Linked DNA regions of Ostrinia nubilalis: region 1 is linked to region 2. Evidence: chromatin contacts called from public Hi-C data. All regions are on one chromosome and are shown on one strand. Each heading gives the region's core, a stretch centred on a gene start, on an enhancer-like site or on the middle of the called end of the contact. The rest is flanking DNA. Distances are from core to core; before and after follow the strand shown.

Region 1 (4,472 bases), core at 1,626-4,125, 160 kb before region 2:
GAACTAAAGGTGCAGGAAAATGTAAAGCAGCCCTTAGGTCACGTGACTTCCGGTGACCTTGTCCGAAGGCTGTTTCGGCTACCTCAAGCTGTCGGAGATCGGTATCATGTCCGAAATTAATAGCACCTTTTTCACGAATAACACTTGTAGCCAGTAATTGTGTATAGAAATACTTGGAATTCTGGCTAAAGAATATAATAGCACTAAAGTGGTATTACATCATTCTAGCAAATACCTATAATATTAATGTGGTATTCGTGGTAATAGTTCGTTCTGTTTAAGTTGATGGACTGTGAGATTTGTCGAGTTAGTATTTAGCAATTTAGATTAACGTGATGGATGGAATTTAACCAAAGTTCGGGCTATTTTTAAATGTCGCTGGTATGGTATAAAGGGTTGTCCGTCACGTACTGAAATAGCATTTCAGATGTTAAGGTCAGTCTTACATACCTATATAACTAATAATTTTAAGTGCTCTACACAACCATGATAAGCATTACCTTTGTCTATGAAAGGAATTTGGTTTTATACTTGATTGAATAATCATAATAGTCATTATGATTTCATTGGAGGAGGCCTATGTTCAGCAGTGGACGTCCTATGGCTAAAAATAATGATGAATAAATGAGGTTTTCGACATTCACGTTTTATCTTAGCATTAAATATGACAACTTTTAGAAATTAAACCCTTTTTAAGTTGCGTAACAAAAGTCTAATGCAAGTATTCGTACATAGATTGGCAACATACACTACGTTTACACTACGGATTTTCTACTAGAGCGCTTACGAGTGGGTAATCAGGCGACTAATGACTACTCAAGTAATATTAGTCCTGTCCCTAATTCCATTACAAATGGACTAAGAAGTCGTAATAGCAGCTTATGTTCAAACGCTGACATAAATCATGATCTTGTTAGCACAAGATACACAATGTTTGGTAGAGTCGGTAATTCAATGAAACTGATTTAGGTTCCCATTAATCTTATAGAAATAACATGAAGAAATAACAACTTGAAGAGTGTTAATATAGAATACGGTAACATAAACATAACATAAGATAAGATATACATAAAATAATATCTCTTTAATTATTTTCTTAGTTTTTTCAAAATCAAAAAATGGATAAAGATTTTTCTTTTTGTTTTCTTTAATAATTGACGAAAATCCTTGGTGTAAATTCCTATTGGAAATTGATGACTTTAGAGCAGTAGTATATAATTTTATTATAATGGTTTTTTTCCCGAAGAAATATATGGTTTTTAGGGTTTTTGACCAATTTTTTCGACAGAAGTTAGCAAAAGTCGTTTGACTTATATTTCCATACCTAACGGCTCTAATATTTTTACTAAGTACATATTTCTGTATCGCCAGAGTACAGGGCAGTTGATTATGCCGGTCGCGGGTTGGCATGCGAGGGTGGTGCTAGCGTGATACGGGGATTTTATTATTATATGCTAATTGCACCGTGTTCGGAAAAAGTGCAGCATAATATACAGGGCGTTTGGCTCAGCAGCACCATTGCACAGATTGTACTTCAGTAAGCTGTATATCAGCCATATCACTACAAGTCAGTACCGAAGTAGTTTTCACTAGTAACTAAATGCAAGTGATATTTCGAAAATAAAATTTAATCAATAATTAAAAACTATTTGTACTCTCCGTAATTTTATTAGGCACAATAAAGGTAATGATATCCTATTATATGAGCGTGATAAAATACGAATTTTCATGGGCTCCATGAAAATAAAGGGCTAATCTTGATTATACTATAAAACTCGACCTCAATTTCTGACCCAAAGTCGTTAGGAATCGATAAGCAAAGCGTGTTCAGGTGACGGCATCTGAGTCTTATTTTTGTACGTAAGTTTATTTTTGAAATGGATCTAAATTGACAATGCTATTTAAAATAAACATGTCCGTTCCATTTATTAAGGCAATTGTAAATTAAGGCAAGGTTGTGTGAACATGTTTCATAAATATTTCTGAAATACAGTAAGTAGTTGCATGAAATAAATTGTACGCACTGTACAAAAGATGCAGTTCAAAGAATAAAAAAGTTGGGGTAGTTGTAAAAAATAGTTATAAATTAGTGTCAAAATGTTGCTCTTACTCACCAGCAGTGTTATTTCCTTCGTCGGACTTTCGTTCAGCTGATTAAATTAAATTTCTAAGTTGATTCAGAATGTTACATTGTGGTGCGATAAAACATCCATTTGAAATGTATTTTTTATGACAGTAATCAATGATAATACTACTACTAATGATAGAAGAATAAAAAAGATGAAATAACACTGTAAAAAAAAGTAAAGTAAAACGTCAATCTGTACAACAAAAGCACTAGATGAAAATATGCTAACACCCTGCAAACACATACTTTGCACCACGTTTCAATTCGCGTTTACAAATAAACTACGTATTTAGCATGCAAGACATTCACTAGAACGACATTGTAAATGGTTCGGGCGTACTTTATAGAATTTCGCATAACCTTAATGACCACCGTAAACTAGGGCATTACAAACAGCGAATGGACACAATTCTTAAGATTAAAACAAAATGAGTCTTTTTTCTCAAACTCTACATTCTGACAGAACACTTTTGGTGGCGGCATTTACCCAACTATCACGATTATGATATGTTAATCTTTCACTATAATTTAAAAATAAAAATCCATTATAATGCGTATGTTTTTGAAACTGGCCAGTGTTCTATCACATTTTTTTTAAACAGATTATAAAATAATGGTGGTCGCTTGTCACCTGGTATGTCATCGGTCATGGCGGCGGCGAGTGGCTAACGGACGGGCATCGCTCGCGTGGGGCGGCCGGCCGCGGGACGACGACTGACCAACACGTGCCACCCTCGCCACCGCCGTTTGTTTACCACGAAATTATACCGCTGGAAAAGAAAAATGGTCTTGCCAGTAAAAATACTTACCAATATTCATAACTTATATTATGTCGAGAACCATTTATGAAACGGGACCCATTTCATTTTGTAAGGAAAATTCGCGCATAAGTTCGTCCATTGTGTTAGTGTGCCAATTTTAAATATAAAAAAAACTGACGTAACGTCAGGTTTTTCTCTTAGAAAACAAAATTTGAATTTAGAATCGTATATTCTTATTTTCAGCTGTCAATTGATTTATGTTGCCAGTCAAATCACGAGGATAAAAGAAGGTAGTTAAGAAAATAAAGGAAAGTTTCCTTGACACAACCGTCAGTATTGATAGAAATGCTCTAGAAATATGTCGATATGTTGTGTGTTACGGTTTTGTCCATTTTAAGCTTGTAGAACGATAACAATTAATGGTGCTTTGTGGCTTAATTGTGATATTTGTGTGTGAAATGTGTGTAGTGCAATGTTGGTAAGAAAAGATATAATCGAGAAGAGAGAAATAAGTACGAGGAATGTCTCAACCAGCTGGTCTGGTAAGTGAAATATTGTCTGTACATTTTACTTTTGTTGTGAAATATTAGAAATTCCATAAGTTTTAATTCCTTGTTGAATGTTATTGTTGTAGTAAGAGGTAACTATAGCTATGAGAGTGACCGCTACTATTCGATAGAACTAATTTCGTAAACCGATAGCGTAATGAAAGATAGGAAATCATTGCTACGATGTGAGTGAATGGTTTATCTTTTTGTATAGGTACTCGTACATATTATAATTTATTGTAATAAAACACATTTTGGTAAAAAAACATGAATTTTTCAAAAGCACAGCCGTAAATAACGTGATTTGGTGTGATTTTATTTAAAACATAGATTTTTCAGAAAGGCCTAATGTACTTACCCATAATTTACATTTAGTACTGCATCAGAAATTCATAAATTCGACATTTAATAACTTATATTGATCATAAGCCATCAGCTGACTACTAAGGCTGAGTTGCACCACCTAACTTTGACCGTAACTATAACGATAACCGGCGATTTTTGTATGGAGTTTGACAGATTTTTGACGTTTGTCAAAGTTAAAGTAAGATGGTGCAACCCAGCCTAACTATAATAACCGGAATAGATTACAATCGTATGTAGGTTACCTATTACATTATGTCACTGTAAATGTAATACATTTCGTGGAATAATATTATAAGTAAACAACGTATGAAAATAGTATTATGTTGTAGAAAATTTGATTTCCATGCGATTTGAAATTATTCTATTCTTGGCCGCTTCCGCCTGTCGAGGTTACGTCGCTGCCACAATGCGCGATGACTCTCAGACTGCCGAGTTTTCGCCCTTATGGTCATAGATTTAAGGGGGAGGGTGAATTGCAGGTTCCTACTACTTATCCCTTTATTACGGCCTCGGGGACACGTCATAATGCCATTGATTGATTATAGTGCGGTGACGTCACGGCGCACTTGCACTCGCAATCATTCCAGAGGCGCCTTGACCTTAATCGATCAAGATTAACTTTGTTTTTGAACCAATTACCTGCATACGTGTACACTTATGTACTTAAGT
Region 2 (4,657 bases), core at 453-2,952:
AAAACTTATTGCTTTTCTCATCAGAAGTTTTAATCTCGAAGGGGTTTACAGCCGAAATGACTTATCGCTATCAGCGGAGAGACGTCGCGATTCCCAGTATCCAATAGGAATCCAAATAAAACGCCATGCCTCCGTGATTTACGCTCGAGAAAAATAAAACGACTTCCCCGAAGGGATGGTATTCGAATATCCGAATGTTGGACGTAATTTGGCATAGCAACGCCAATATCTCCCCAAATGTTTGACAAAATCTCTCATGTTTTCAGGTATCACTTTGATAAGTTTTATTATGATTGCCTCACGATCTTATTGCTTCACAGCTGATAACAATGTTATCAAAATATGTGTAGGTGTAACATATAACAATAATAGTAATTATTAGTAAGCAATTTGATGTGTTGTTGTACAACACATGTTAAGGCCTAATGTGCACTATACGCAAAAATTCTGCGTATGAGTTGTATTGTATGTTACTAACTTCTATACCATTTTAAAAGGTTATTAAAAGATTTTCAATGCTGATTAGTTTTTAAATAACATTTCCGCTATTTATACATTTATTAAAAAACATTTATGCTAATTAATTTCATATTAATGGGAAAATTTGCAGTTAAACTGCTCAATGGCATTATTAATGGCTTAACTAACTTTATAACCTTTTAAAGAACTCCCGAAATGAAACTTTAGCTGACTACATGCCAACCTTGTCTGCCGATTATGCTAATTAAATTACTAAGCATTTTTTTTGGGAAATTATATGTCGATATTTATATTAAAGTAGAGAGTGTCCTAGTATATCTTTTAAACCTTAGCTTGGCCACGGTCAGTGAAGAAGTGCTCTCGGTCTCTCGGATACTGAGAAGGACCTTTCACCGATCTGTTCCTGATCCAGATTAGATGGAGTACTTATGATATTCGGTGTCCAATATGGAACGAGTTTCTGTCTCGGGTATCCGTGGCTGGTGGAGAGCAAGAGAAGGTTGGTCTCCCCTAACCAGAGGTGAGTAAATAAATCGATGGTTTGGGCTTCTTTCGAAAACTGATTCCAACATTATTGACACTTCTGGTTTGTGGCGAAAATCCTGCAGTCCCGACATTAATTAAACTGGATAATGCAGTGTTTTTCTAGTGGGTAACCTATACCTCTTCAATTTTGAGAATTTCTAAATTAGGTACGTACTAAGTAGTGGTCGAAATTCACACCAAAAAGAACTCTATGACTTGAATCTGCTACGTTTTATTTAACTAATCTCTGGTTTATTGTCAAACTTTACTTCTCATAAAATATACAAATCTAAGCAATAAAAAACCGCAAACGAGAGAATCTCTTGCCTTTAATCCCATAAATATTTTGATCCTTCAATTTAAATTGCTAATTTGATTAAAATAAAAAGATTATGTTTTATTTTATTTACATACACAGAATACCACCAAACCAAACCATTTATGTCCTGTCACTTTAACAACAACATACCAAAGCTTTCCTGTTTGAAACTTAATCCATACTTTAATTGATGTTTATTCAAATCTAGTAACGGTATAAACATATCAACAAACTAAAGAGCTTTCGAGATCCACAAATTCGTGATATTCCAACTTCTGCCGTGATAAATCGCGAATGGCATATTTACCTGAAATCACGTGGCCGGCAACCGCACACTGGCACAAAACACACTAGTCAGTACCACAGTTAAATATGCTTTGGAATGTTTTGGTGTAGTTTTGCGATAGTTTTAATTGATAAAAGTTTCGCCGGCGCGCGCGGTCGCGGAATGAACGACGCGACTGCCCCCCACGGAATACGGATTCACACTGCCTTGCCTGCGAGGTGCGAGCCGAAACCGTGAAATTGTTTTCACTTCAGCAATGGCTTCATTGCTAGGTCTATGGTAGGACTGTGATATCATAGTACCTATTGTAATAACTTTTAACTTCCTTGGTTTAGGTTTTCGTGGACTCTACATTTTCATCAGGCGACTAATGTCGATCATGCTCATACGGTTTTACGGAGTTCGTGGACTTTAAACATCAAACATTCTAAATATTTTGCATTTCAAGCATTTTTTTGCCATTCGAAGAAATAATGAATAAATGAATAGGTAGGTATCTAATGTAGCTAGTTGTTCATAATACATACATACATGACAAGTATTACAGTACTGTCCTTATAAAATTTTGAATTTTATAAGTCACTGACATAATTTCGTAGAATCTAATATCCAAAATCATTGCGAAATACCACACTAGACCCACGTAGATAGTGTATCAATGCGTATACCCATAAGAATTATAGTACAAGTAAACATGGTCATGAAAATGTATGCGGATTGCGGGTAGACCATGAATACATCCGTCCGGATGTTTACTATTGTGATATGAAAATGATATTCCCATTTGAATACGCAATCCAGATCGACCCTTCAAGGACTGCTCGTGATGTCTGCACAAGAATATAATTTAATTTATTCATAGCCATGACGTCAGAGTATAAGCATTCAGGTCGCCATATTTTGCATTCAACTTAACTAAGAATACCTATGCGTATCTTATGTTCTGATATACCTACTCGTACACAGTATTTTTCAAAAGAAATATTTTAGGTATGTAAGAGAGAGAGAGAGCAATTTATGAAATTTAGTGATGCGTATCAAAAGTAAAATGAAAATCGGGGAGTTTGAGTATAGAATTTTCAACGTAAAAAAATATCCGGAAACAAATTTTTCCGCTTACTATGGACTACTTTCAAATGTATCGAGATTGCTTGAGGTTCTTACCTCCAACTTACTATTGTAATAAGAAAAATAGAAAAAGTTTACATACATTTAATTTTTTTACATATTTTTTTTTATTATACAATGGTAACGTCAGTTAACTTTAAAAAACGTGGACGTCACGTATCGTCGTATTTTTATGAGCTATGGCAGTCACATCGAAAGTAAAGGCATATTCCTTCATTGAATTTTCAGCCTTATTTCCTGGCTATTTTCCTTTCATTAAAAAATAACTTCTGGATGTAGAGAAAGACAATTGACAATATTTTTGTGTCTACCAAGTAGGTCTTTGTCTGACTTATTTGCGTAGAGCCAGCTGATGTAGCTTGGAATGTGCCACGGTATTCGCCTACGTAACTGTTATCGCCATAGATAACGAGAGTCCCACTAATATCTGATTTCACGCGCTATCGGGAGGCGCCTGTACGAGGAAGGATTAACGTCACATATTGTGAAACAGTGGCTGTATAGTGTGTACTTTGAACGATGATTGTGGATATTTATACTTAGGATTAGCTCTAGCTTGGGTATTAAAAATAAAAGGAGTACCTATACCTAAGTAATTAGTAGAAAATTGTTTTAACCAGTCGGAGATTTCCCGAATAAAAGGAATTTACATATAACAATTATATAGATTATAGAGTCTACAGTAGGTAATCTCAAACTCTATCTAAATACATAACTGACTGGCATAGTGATCTATCAACGCACAGTCCAAACCACTAGACGGCTCGGGCTGAAATTTGGCATGTAGGTAGATGTTATGACGTAGGCTTAGGATTTTACGAAACTCCACCCCTAAGGGGGTAAAACGGGATCCACGCGTACGAAGTCGCGGGCGGCCGCTAGTCTATTATAAATATACAGGTGTTTTATAATGTAGTTTCGTCTAATTGATCATTAGACTTTTAAACATTTGCATGTTTATTAGGTCTAAGTAGATTTTGAAATAATAACAACACCTTACTTTATAGGTACTCAATTTATTAACTAGTTTTCCTAATTTATATCTGTCACATAAAGAGTTTATCGTGCGTAATGTAATCCATAGGAACTGGTTTACCAAATATGAATTTGCAAATCTCTAATTTCAGAAAGGATGGATTAGCCACATAATCTTGAATTTAATTCTAATTTGATTTACGACATACTGGTTAAGACACTTTCACATGAAGCATCAAAATGTGTTTTCTCTGTATCCTATTTGTCAAGTTCATTCAACCTGTAAACTCGTCAATACTGCGAACTTATTAAGCTCTCATCTCAAAACTCCTAGCTTTTATCTTTTTGATACCAGTACAATACCCACTTCGTGATGCATTTATGATAAAGTGCGTTAAGTAAGTACCTACGAGTATAATACAAAAACAAAAGAATATCATATTGAAAATTCAAGCAAACGTTTTGTAAATAAAGTTCAAATTTTTTATATATTGTTTGTGCTCCAGTCGTTGCAAATAAACGAAAGCTAACCAAGAGGCACATAATCCGGATAATAAAGGACAATGGGCAAAATGGTACCCGGCTCCAATAGATATGAGTCTAGTATCGTTTGAAAGGTCTTACCAAGATGAACAACTTTTACTATGACCACCAGCCTCAGATCTGGTTGTGTACGAAGATATACATATTTTTTTGCAGAATGGTACCCGGCTCCAATAGTAATGTTTGTAGTGTCATTTGAAAGGTCTTACCAAGACGAACAACATTTACTATGGCCACCAGCCTCAGATCTGGTTGCGTTCGAAGATAAAGATACTTTTTGTGTAACCTAAGTATCATACAGTATGAAGGGGGACGCACTCGGGGCAGGGCACCGACGAGATGGTCGGACGCGGTGAGGAAGACGGTGGGCGGGAGTTTGCATCGTGCGGTCCACACAGCTT

Evidence for each region. A called contact is a pair of places that touch in the nucleus more often than the background predicts.
Region 1: a contact with region 2 is called in a Hi-C map of whole body, with 3 times the contacts expected there. The contact joins the promoter of LOC135071269 here to the promoter of LOC135071260 in region 2. A contact is called at or near these places in 3 of 5 Hi-C or Micro-C datasets (whole body and whole larva).

The regions. Positions count from the first base shown.
Region 1 is chr4:16,396,013-16,400,484 of ilOstNubi1.1, reverse strand. LOC135071269 reads right to left here and starts at 2,875. Exons shown (of 8, transcript XM_063965061.1): 1 at 2,760-2,875. The coding sequence starts at 2,778.
Region 2 is chr4:16,236,434-16,241,090 of ilOstNubi1.1, reverse strand. LOC135071260 reads right to left here and starts at 1,702. Exons shown (of 7, transcript XM_063965049.1): 1 at 1,632-1,702.